2 separate regions of the Lactuca sativa genome follow, and region 1 is linked to region 2. The links are chromatin contacts, called in public Hi-C maps. All regions are on one chromosome and are shown on one strand. The core of a region is the stretch at or near the end of the contact, and the rest is flanking DNA. Distances in the headings are between cores, read along the strand shown.

Region 1 (4,037 bases), core at 797-3,296, 170 kb after region 2:
ATCGGCTGCATCCCGTCCATTAAACCCATCGTAAATCGCGCAGAAAAGCCAACCGTTCTCCTCCGAGCACACCGCCTGAACCCTATCTTCTCCGGCGGCACCTCCAGCGACTTGCACTTCAATCGCGTTAAGAAAATCTTCGCTTCTCGAAGGTAAACTCAAGGGTTTTGATAGAAACGAATCGAAATCGAGATTTTCAGGGGTTGATGGACTACAACTCAAATTCGACATACTGCTTTGGAAAGAAGACGATAGTAGATCTAATTTTGAGAACGATGGAGACGAGGGTATTCTTCGAAATGATTTGGGGGAATCGATTGATGGGAGAATTTCTGAGCTGATTAATCCGTTGCAGATATTTGTGTTCGCTAATGTTGCATTCGCGCTAATGGCTGCTCCTGAGAGACAAGTGAACGAACTGTTGTTTCTTACGAGCTTTTTTCCGGTGGGAATGTCGTATCCATCGGTGGTGTTGCATTGATATTCGAAACTTACTTCCATTTCTCCACCGGGATCAAGGATTGCTTTTTCATGCATCATTTTCAATCTATAAAAACATTAGAAATGGAAAATGAATTTCATCCCATTACTAGATTGAGTCAAAACATGTGTTTACAATAACAAAAGTTTAGTTCAAGAATACAAATCTTACCAAATTATTGGAAGGGTTAGATTGATTATGATCTTGTGGATCAAAATCAATATTACAATAAATGGGGTTTTTATTCTTATTTTATTTTATTTTATTGACTCTTTATCATTCATCCTACATAAAATAACATAAATAAATTAGAAAAACTTTTTCTTGGATTAATGAACATATTACTCGATCAAATAAATTACACGATCATAACGTGTGCATCTATTTCAAATGCACACACGTGAGTAACCAAAAAGAATTTCGTGTTTATATGATCCCTATTCATATTACAAATTGACCTTTATATGTCTTTCTTCTTCCCGATGTTTAAATAAAATGTCTTTAAGGATATATGATGCTTCAAATATTTATGAAAATGATACTTCCAGTTTATTTATGAGGATGAACAATTAATTCCATTAGATTAGTTGATTAAGGTTTGATACAATTAATTCCACTAGGTCTAAGAGAAACAAGTTATGATCCTAACACTTGCATCACTAATAAGTTGTTCGTTCATCTACTAGAATTCATAAGCAAAAGGCCACTATATTAACAGAACCTCAAAATCCCCAAAAATAAGTCCAATTAATTTAAAGTCCAATTAATTTAATGACAATGCAGCAATCGGCAAACAGATAATTACCTAATTAAAGAAGACAATATGATTACAAAATCCTTAAAAATAAACAAAAAATTGAAGGGTCAAGGAGTGGTGAAAGGGACATGGGTTTCAAGAATCATAAACAAATACATATAGAAACTAACTTTTACAACAAGTCAAAACTAATGACAGAATGCAGCGATTAGAAAACGAATAACCATATAATTAACAAACCATAATTAATTCCAAGATCCATATTTAATCTAACGTAATCACAAACAGCTCCCAAATCGAAAAAGGGTTCACAGTAATGCAGGAATCAAGACACAAATAATCATCCATCAAACAAACACAATCAAATTCCAGAACCCAAATCGAAAAGGGTTTGATTCAAACTCATTCAAATAACAAAAAACCCCCAAATTAAACGATCACCCATCAACAGAAACTACGAAATGAAGCAAGAAATCGAATCTAGAACGTACCTTTGGACGAGAAACGAAGAACCCAGATGAAGAACAGTCAGTAACGCAAAGAGTGTATGTATAAGAGAGAAATTGGAATGAGTTGAGTGAGAGATGTGAGGTTTTAAAAGAGCAAAGAATCAAAGAGTGGATGGTTGAGAGGAGATGGCTTAAAATAGAATAGAGAAGTGGGAAACAGTAAGAGTATGGCAGAGGGAGGGTGACGATGGAGGAGGATACGGAAAGAGAAGGTCAACTGTGACTCTCTTTGTGATTCATGAAAACCGGTGAATTTGTTACACCACCCAAAATAAAAGGGAATGGGTCCCTTCGAAGCCCACTTGAAGTGTTTTCATCTTTCCCGGCTGCCAAGAGGCAAGAGGTTTAAATTTTTTGAAATAAAAAGGTGGATTAGATTTTAGATCACATCTATCTACAGTAGATTTTTGTTTGTTTCTTTTATGCCTAACACAATTTGGACTTTTCTATTTCTTTATTGTTTTTGTTGTTTATGTCATATAATAATACACTTAAATGATTCATCATGGTTAAATAATTAAAAGGTTTTGGGAAATGGGTTAATTTCATTATTATAATCGACTTAATTAACAATAATGTTTTTTGTATTTCGGATGGAAAAATAATTTTGTTTTGGAATGCTATGTTCGTAGTATTTATGATTGTTCTGAAGTTGGTGGTTGCTTGTTGAAATATGACATAAATCTAACTGAGAATTTAATTTTGTACATTTCGGAATGACATTAATATAGTTTGGAATGTATGGTATTCTCGATAGACATTACGGAGCATCGGAAATTAGCTGTTGTACATTGTTTCTTGTTGTATTTTATAGAGATTGTTTTAAAAATTATTTATATGAGTTTCTCATCTATATTTCTATCGGTGAAAATGAATATATATGTAATTAGTTTATTACAATATTTGTTTATAGTGGAGTATAATGACATTTAATAGACGCTATATGAATTCTATTGCTCTAGATTACACATATTATGATGTGGATTAAACCAACGATATCAACTCTTTTGGGTTGGATAAATTGATGGCTTCGAAATGCATGTAACATACTAATTAGATCCATTCATCTTTTTGATGTCCTAAATCAAATATAATTATGTCTCGTAACACATTATAGTTGTTTGATGTTACTTATCTTGTGGAAAGTGGTGTTAATCGATTTGTAGAAGAAAATCGTTCCAGTGACAATGGGTCACCCGGTACCAAAAGTAACAAAATATATAATTTATTACATATGGCATTGAGTCATATGGACTCAAGAATGCAAAAGAAGTTCCTTACAATAGGCATATACATGAATTAGATGTTAGGTATAAAGGTAAGGATGTTATAGTGGAGCAAGTAACATTGAATAGAAGCTATGTGCATTATATTTGTCACACCCCCAAACCGGAACGACGAAAACGTTCGGGGGCGGAGAATGTCATGTACAGTATCACAATAATTAAATAATAGTAATCAAAGTAACAACAACCATTGTATTGATGATATAGTGTTTACATTGTATTCGAATCACATATGATTGACTCCAAAAGTAAATAGCAAAATAAAGACTTGAAGCTACTATGCTCCGTCTCCTTGAAATGTGTGCAAGTACCTGTCTACTAGTGTCCTGAGAATACAAGTGGTTTTGAAAGTGTCAACATTAAAGTTGGTGAGTTCCTAAGCATTTTGTTTTAGAAAGTATGTTCTCTGTTCCTTGAAAACCTTAGTGTGTTCCTCCAGAAAATCCTATATTTTCTGATGTAATGAAATGTAAGAAATGTAACCCAAACTAGTTCCTTCTATGAGTACTTAGTGTATACAAGTTATATACAATCTGGATCGAACAGACAATCGATTGTGTGGTTCTGCCCTAAGCCCACAACCAAACAAGGAACAGGAAATGAGGCGGAAACCACACATTCCACTGCCTGTCGGGTCTTCATTGTATATAACCCTAGCGTATTCACGAGATACTTACAGAGTTAACTGTAATGGTCCTTTTTGAAACATGAGTGCGTCCTTCCAGAAAATCCAATATTTTCTTAGTATAATTGAGATGTAGTCTTAGACCTTTAGACCAAAACGTATGCATGTTAATGTACGCTAAGTTTGTATACTTATAGTTTTATTACTTGATAAAACTATATTAATATATTTTCCCCCAGAACTATGAGTTTTGTACTAGAAAATAGTGCATTGTATTTGTATATAGTGACATGAACCATACATGTTTCCCCTTATGATTACTTAGGGTATACAAGTCATATATAGCCTAGATCGAATGGATAGTAGACTGTATGGATCT
Region 2 (4,141 bases), core at 893-3,392:
TGTTTTTCAGGTTCTTCAGGAGACCGTGGCAAGGCAAAGGCGTGATCGTACCGCTCCTCATGATTATGTTTTAAGATGTGGTTCTGGGAAGACTCTGATAAATAATTGTATTGAAAACCTTTTTGTAATAACATTTTGAAACCGGGTTGTTTTTGAAAAGTTTAAATTGGTTGGAATTTTTAGAGTGTTACAAAATAGCAATGTAGTTTTATTGATTTGTGTATTTTAACATCCTATTATGATTTTTATTTTTTCCAATTTTAGTATTTTACTTTGAAGACACAACTAACAAGAATAGTCTTGTACTTTGTTTGCTAGAAAATGCTTGAGGAATACACTTAAAAAAATAACTGTAAAGGCTACAAAGAAGCTTGCTTTTGGGTTTTTGTAGTAAAGATATACTAGAGGATACTAAGTCAACTTTTATGTTTTGTGAGGTTGTAAAAATGTATCACTTTTGGGTTTTTATTGTTATCTGCACACAACAGAGGGTTACATGAGGATTTTTCATTTAATAACCATTTATTTGATGGTTTTAACTTTAATTAATAAGTATCTCTGAAATTAAATTTTTATAATTCTATTTTAAGAACATAAGATAACGTCTTATTGTGTGAATTTAATATGATATGAAATTAGCAGTAGTGCCCACTATGAAGATGATAAGATGGTAGAGATAGAGACGAAGATGGGTTATCATGAATGGAATGCAATATTTTAAGAGCTATACATGAAATTTCAAGCCAACAAGCAATTTGGAGGAGGGATTGAGGGGGTAAAATTGGAAGTGTTTGATCATTCATGATTAGTTTTGGATGAAGAGGGTTGGAGGTCATATGGATTCTACAAGTATAACATAAAATTTAATGAAATTGATGTTTATTACGTTACCGATCAAGTATAATTTTAATTTTATAGAAATGGAATAATGTTTAGATGTAGTAAACTATTTGTGAAAAAGGACAAATTGTCTCTATAACTAATTTATGTAAAAAAGTGTTCGTACCCGTCGCTTGGCGCGGGTAAACGACTAGTGTGTGTGTATATATATATATATATATATATATATATGTTGTTGATGAAATAATTACTTCTTTAACTACAAGGTTTGAATAATATCAACAATATGATAATATATTTATTTATTTTTTCAAAAAGATGACTTTCATTAGATACTATAACCTTAAAGATTTGTTGTAAGTCTCTTGAAAATTCACTTAAGAAAGATGAACAATCAATATATATATATATATATATATATATATATATATATATATATATATATATATATAGATGGGAATGACTTATATGTTGAGTGTACTTCTACATCTCTTGCCTAAGGAGAAAATGACAACAATTGATATTATAAAAGTTTTTAAAACATGTTGATTGTTTTCTTGTTACATCTATTGTATATAGAATTATATCGACTATTCCTATTACTGTTGCATCTGCAAAACAAAGTTTTTCAAAATTGAAGATTTAAAGTTCTACTTACGATATACAATGACACAATAACAACTTGATGGATTGGTTTTGATGATGATTGAGCACAATATTTTGGATATAATTACTTATGAAGATGTTATTGAAAAGTTTATTTCAATGAATATTAGGAGGATTATGTTTTCAAGTAGAAACAAATTTCTATGTGTGTATTATTTTGAATGAAATTTTAATTTTATGTATTTTGCAATAGAAATGAAAATTTATAAATTTTTTGCTTAAATTTTTAGATCTTTCAAGTTTTAGACATATTTTTGGTTAAACTGCATAGGGTGTCCAAAATCTCGCGTCCGACCTTGTAATTTAGGCGGTAATCGTTGAAATTTAGCATAAACTTGCCATGAAGAAAAATCATTGATTCCCCGTTAGGTATGTGATCGGAAGGTTATGGCGATGAGGGTGAGGATTTAGTTATGAGGATGAGAAATGCATGTTACCATCTCTAATTCTTGTTAATCTATCCATAAGGTTGAAGGAAAACAATTAACTTTGAAAAGTTGTAAGATTGCAATTTTTGGGAATATAGGGGAAAAGTTTGTTAGTATATAGGATTTTCGGGTAGTTTTTGTAAATTTATACCTTTTGACCTGGGGTCTTTATTTCTCTTGTATATATTCATGAAAAAAGGATTTCTAGTGACAATTTGCAAGCGGACTCGAGAAGTCGAAGTAAACAAGATTCGCAGCGGAAGCAGACATAGGGCGACGCCGGAGCGGCTGGAGGCGCTGCAGCTGGTGGCGACGTTGGTGCTCTTCTCCGATCGGTGGCGCCGTGGAGTTAAAGCGAGAAGAATAGGAGGAGAGAGATGATTTGATTCGCTAATTGCGAGCCCTAATTGTATTAAATTCGATGTGTGCTCACTGAACTTTTGAGGCTATCAACAATTAGCGGAAATACATAAATAATAATACGAGAGACCTAAAATGGCGGAGATAGGTCAAGAATCGGTGGATTTTTCGACTCTGGTGAGTCGAGCTGCAGAGGAATCATACCTTTCTTTAAAGGAATTGGTGGAGAAATCGAAATCTTCTGAAATGTCGGATTCTGAAAAGAAAATTAGCATACTCAAGTATCTTGTTAAGACTCAGCAGCGTATGCTCCGACTCAATGTTCTTGCGCAATGGTGCCAACAGGTTAGCATTTTTCCAATCATTCTTTCTGCAATAGATTTTTCGTATTATTGTTTTCAAAACATAGGTTTGATTTCCCCTTCTTGTTTTGTGGTGACATTCTTTTTAAATTTCCAATCCAACTGAATCTGGGAACTAGATGCCTTTTTAACTAGTCATTGTAGAATTCCATTTGGAAATTCGACAAAGGAGAAAATCAACAAGAATGCAGCACCTCATTGTTCAAATGAGATGATAATCCCTTCTGAATTCTGATATGCAGGTACCACTGATACAATATAGTCAACAACTTGCATCAACCCTGTCAAGTCATGAAACATGCTTCACTCAAGCTGCAGATTCAATGTTTTTCATGCACGAGGGACTACAACAAGCTCGTGCTCCAATTTATGATGTTCCATCTGCCATTGAAGTTCTCCTTACAGGCACATACCAACGTTTGCCAAAGTGCACAGAAGATGTAGGCATCCAAACCACATTAACCGAGAAACAACAGAAACCTGTATTAAAGAAATTAGACACCATAGTCAGATCAAAACTACTCGAAACACCACTTCCCAAAGAGTTCACAGAAGTCAAGATCTTTGATGGAACAGTCCATCTTTTTGTCCAAGGAGAGTTTAAGGTACTACTAACCCTTGGCTACCGTGGGCACCTTTCAATGTGGAGAATCTTGCATTTAGAAGTACTTGTTGGTGAGAGAAGTGGTTTAGTTAAGCTTGAAGAAATGAGACGATTTGTTCTTGGAGATGACTTGGAACGCAGAATGGCAGCTTCTGATACCCCATTTGCAACTTTGTATTCTATTTTACATGAATTCTGTGTAGCTCTTATTATGGATACTGTTATAAGACAAGTTCAAGCACTAAGGGCAGGTAGATGGAAAGATGCAATTCGGTTTGAACTCATATCTGATGGTAGTTCAAGTCAAAGTTCTATACAACTTGGTCAAGATGGAGAGACTGATTCTGGTGGTTTAAGGACTCCAGGGTTAAAGATTCTCTACTGGTTGGAATGTGAGAAGCACAGTGGGACATCAGATGCTGGTTCTTGTCCTTTTATTAAGATTGAACCAGGGTTAGACTTGCGGATAAAGTGTCTACATAGTTCTTTTGTCATTGACCCTTTGACTAACAAGGAGGCAGAGTTTTCAATTGACCAGAGCTGTATTGATGTTGAGAAATTGCTGCTAAGAGCTATATGCTGTAATAAGTATACTCGTCTGCTTGAAATTTATAAAGAGTTGGGGCAAAATAGTCATATTGGTCGAGCTGCAGGTGATGTTCTTCTTCACACCCCAGTTGATCCACCTGTTGATGAGTACGAAAAGGTCAGTTAGAATGAAACACTTTTGTCCTCTTATTTTTTTTCTCATTGATATTATTCTTGTGATTCTATTTTGTTTTTCACCTTTTGTCATTTTCATCTGTAATTCATGTAACCAGAATGAGATACTTCATGTCAGGTTATGTTGTGATTCTTCAAGTTGATAAGTTGATTATGCT

What was found. Hi-C and Micro-C count contacts between places; a contact is called where the count stands out from the background.
Region 1: a Hi-C map of leaf shows a contact between it and region 2, with 6 times the contacts expected there. The contact joins the promoter of LOC111884106 here to the promoter of LOC111884099 in region 2. A contact is called at or near these places in 2 of 4 Hi-C or Micro-C datasets (both in leaf).

What each region holds. Positions count from the first base shown.
Region 1 is chr5:137,656,346-137,660,382 of Lsat_Salinas_v11, forward strand. It overlaps LOC111884106 (probable protein phosphatase 2C 40), which reads right to left and starts at 2,047. Exons shown (of 4, transcript XM_023880424.3): 1 at 1,730-2,047; 2 at 1-547. The coding sequence starts at 540.
Region 2 is chr5:137,487,381-137,491,521 of Lsat_Salinas_v11, forward strand. LOC111884099 (mediator of RNA polymerase II transcription subunit 14) reads left to right here and starts at 2,143. Exons shown (of 8, transcript XM_023880419.3): 1 at 2,143-2,639; 2 at 2,899-3,966. The coding sequence starts at 2,430.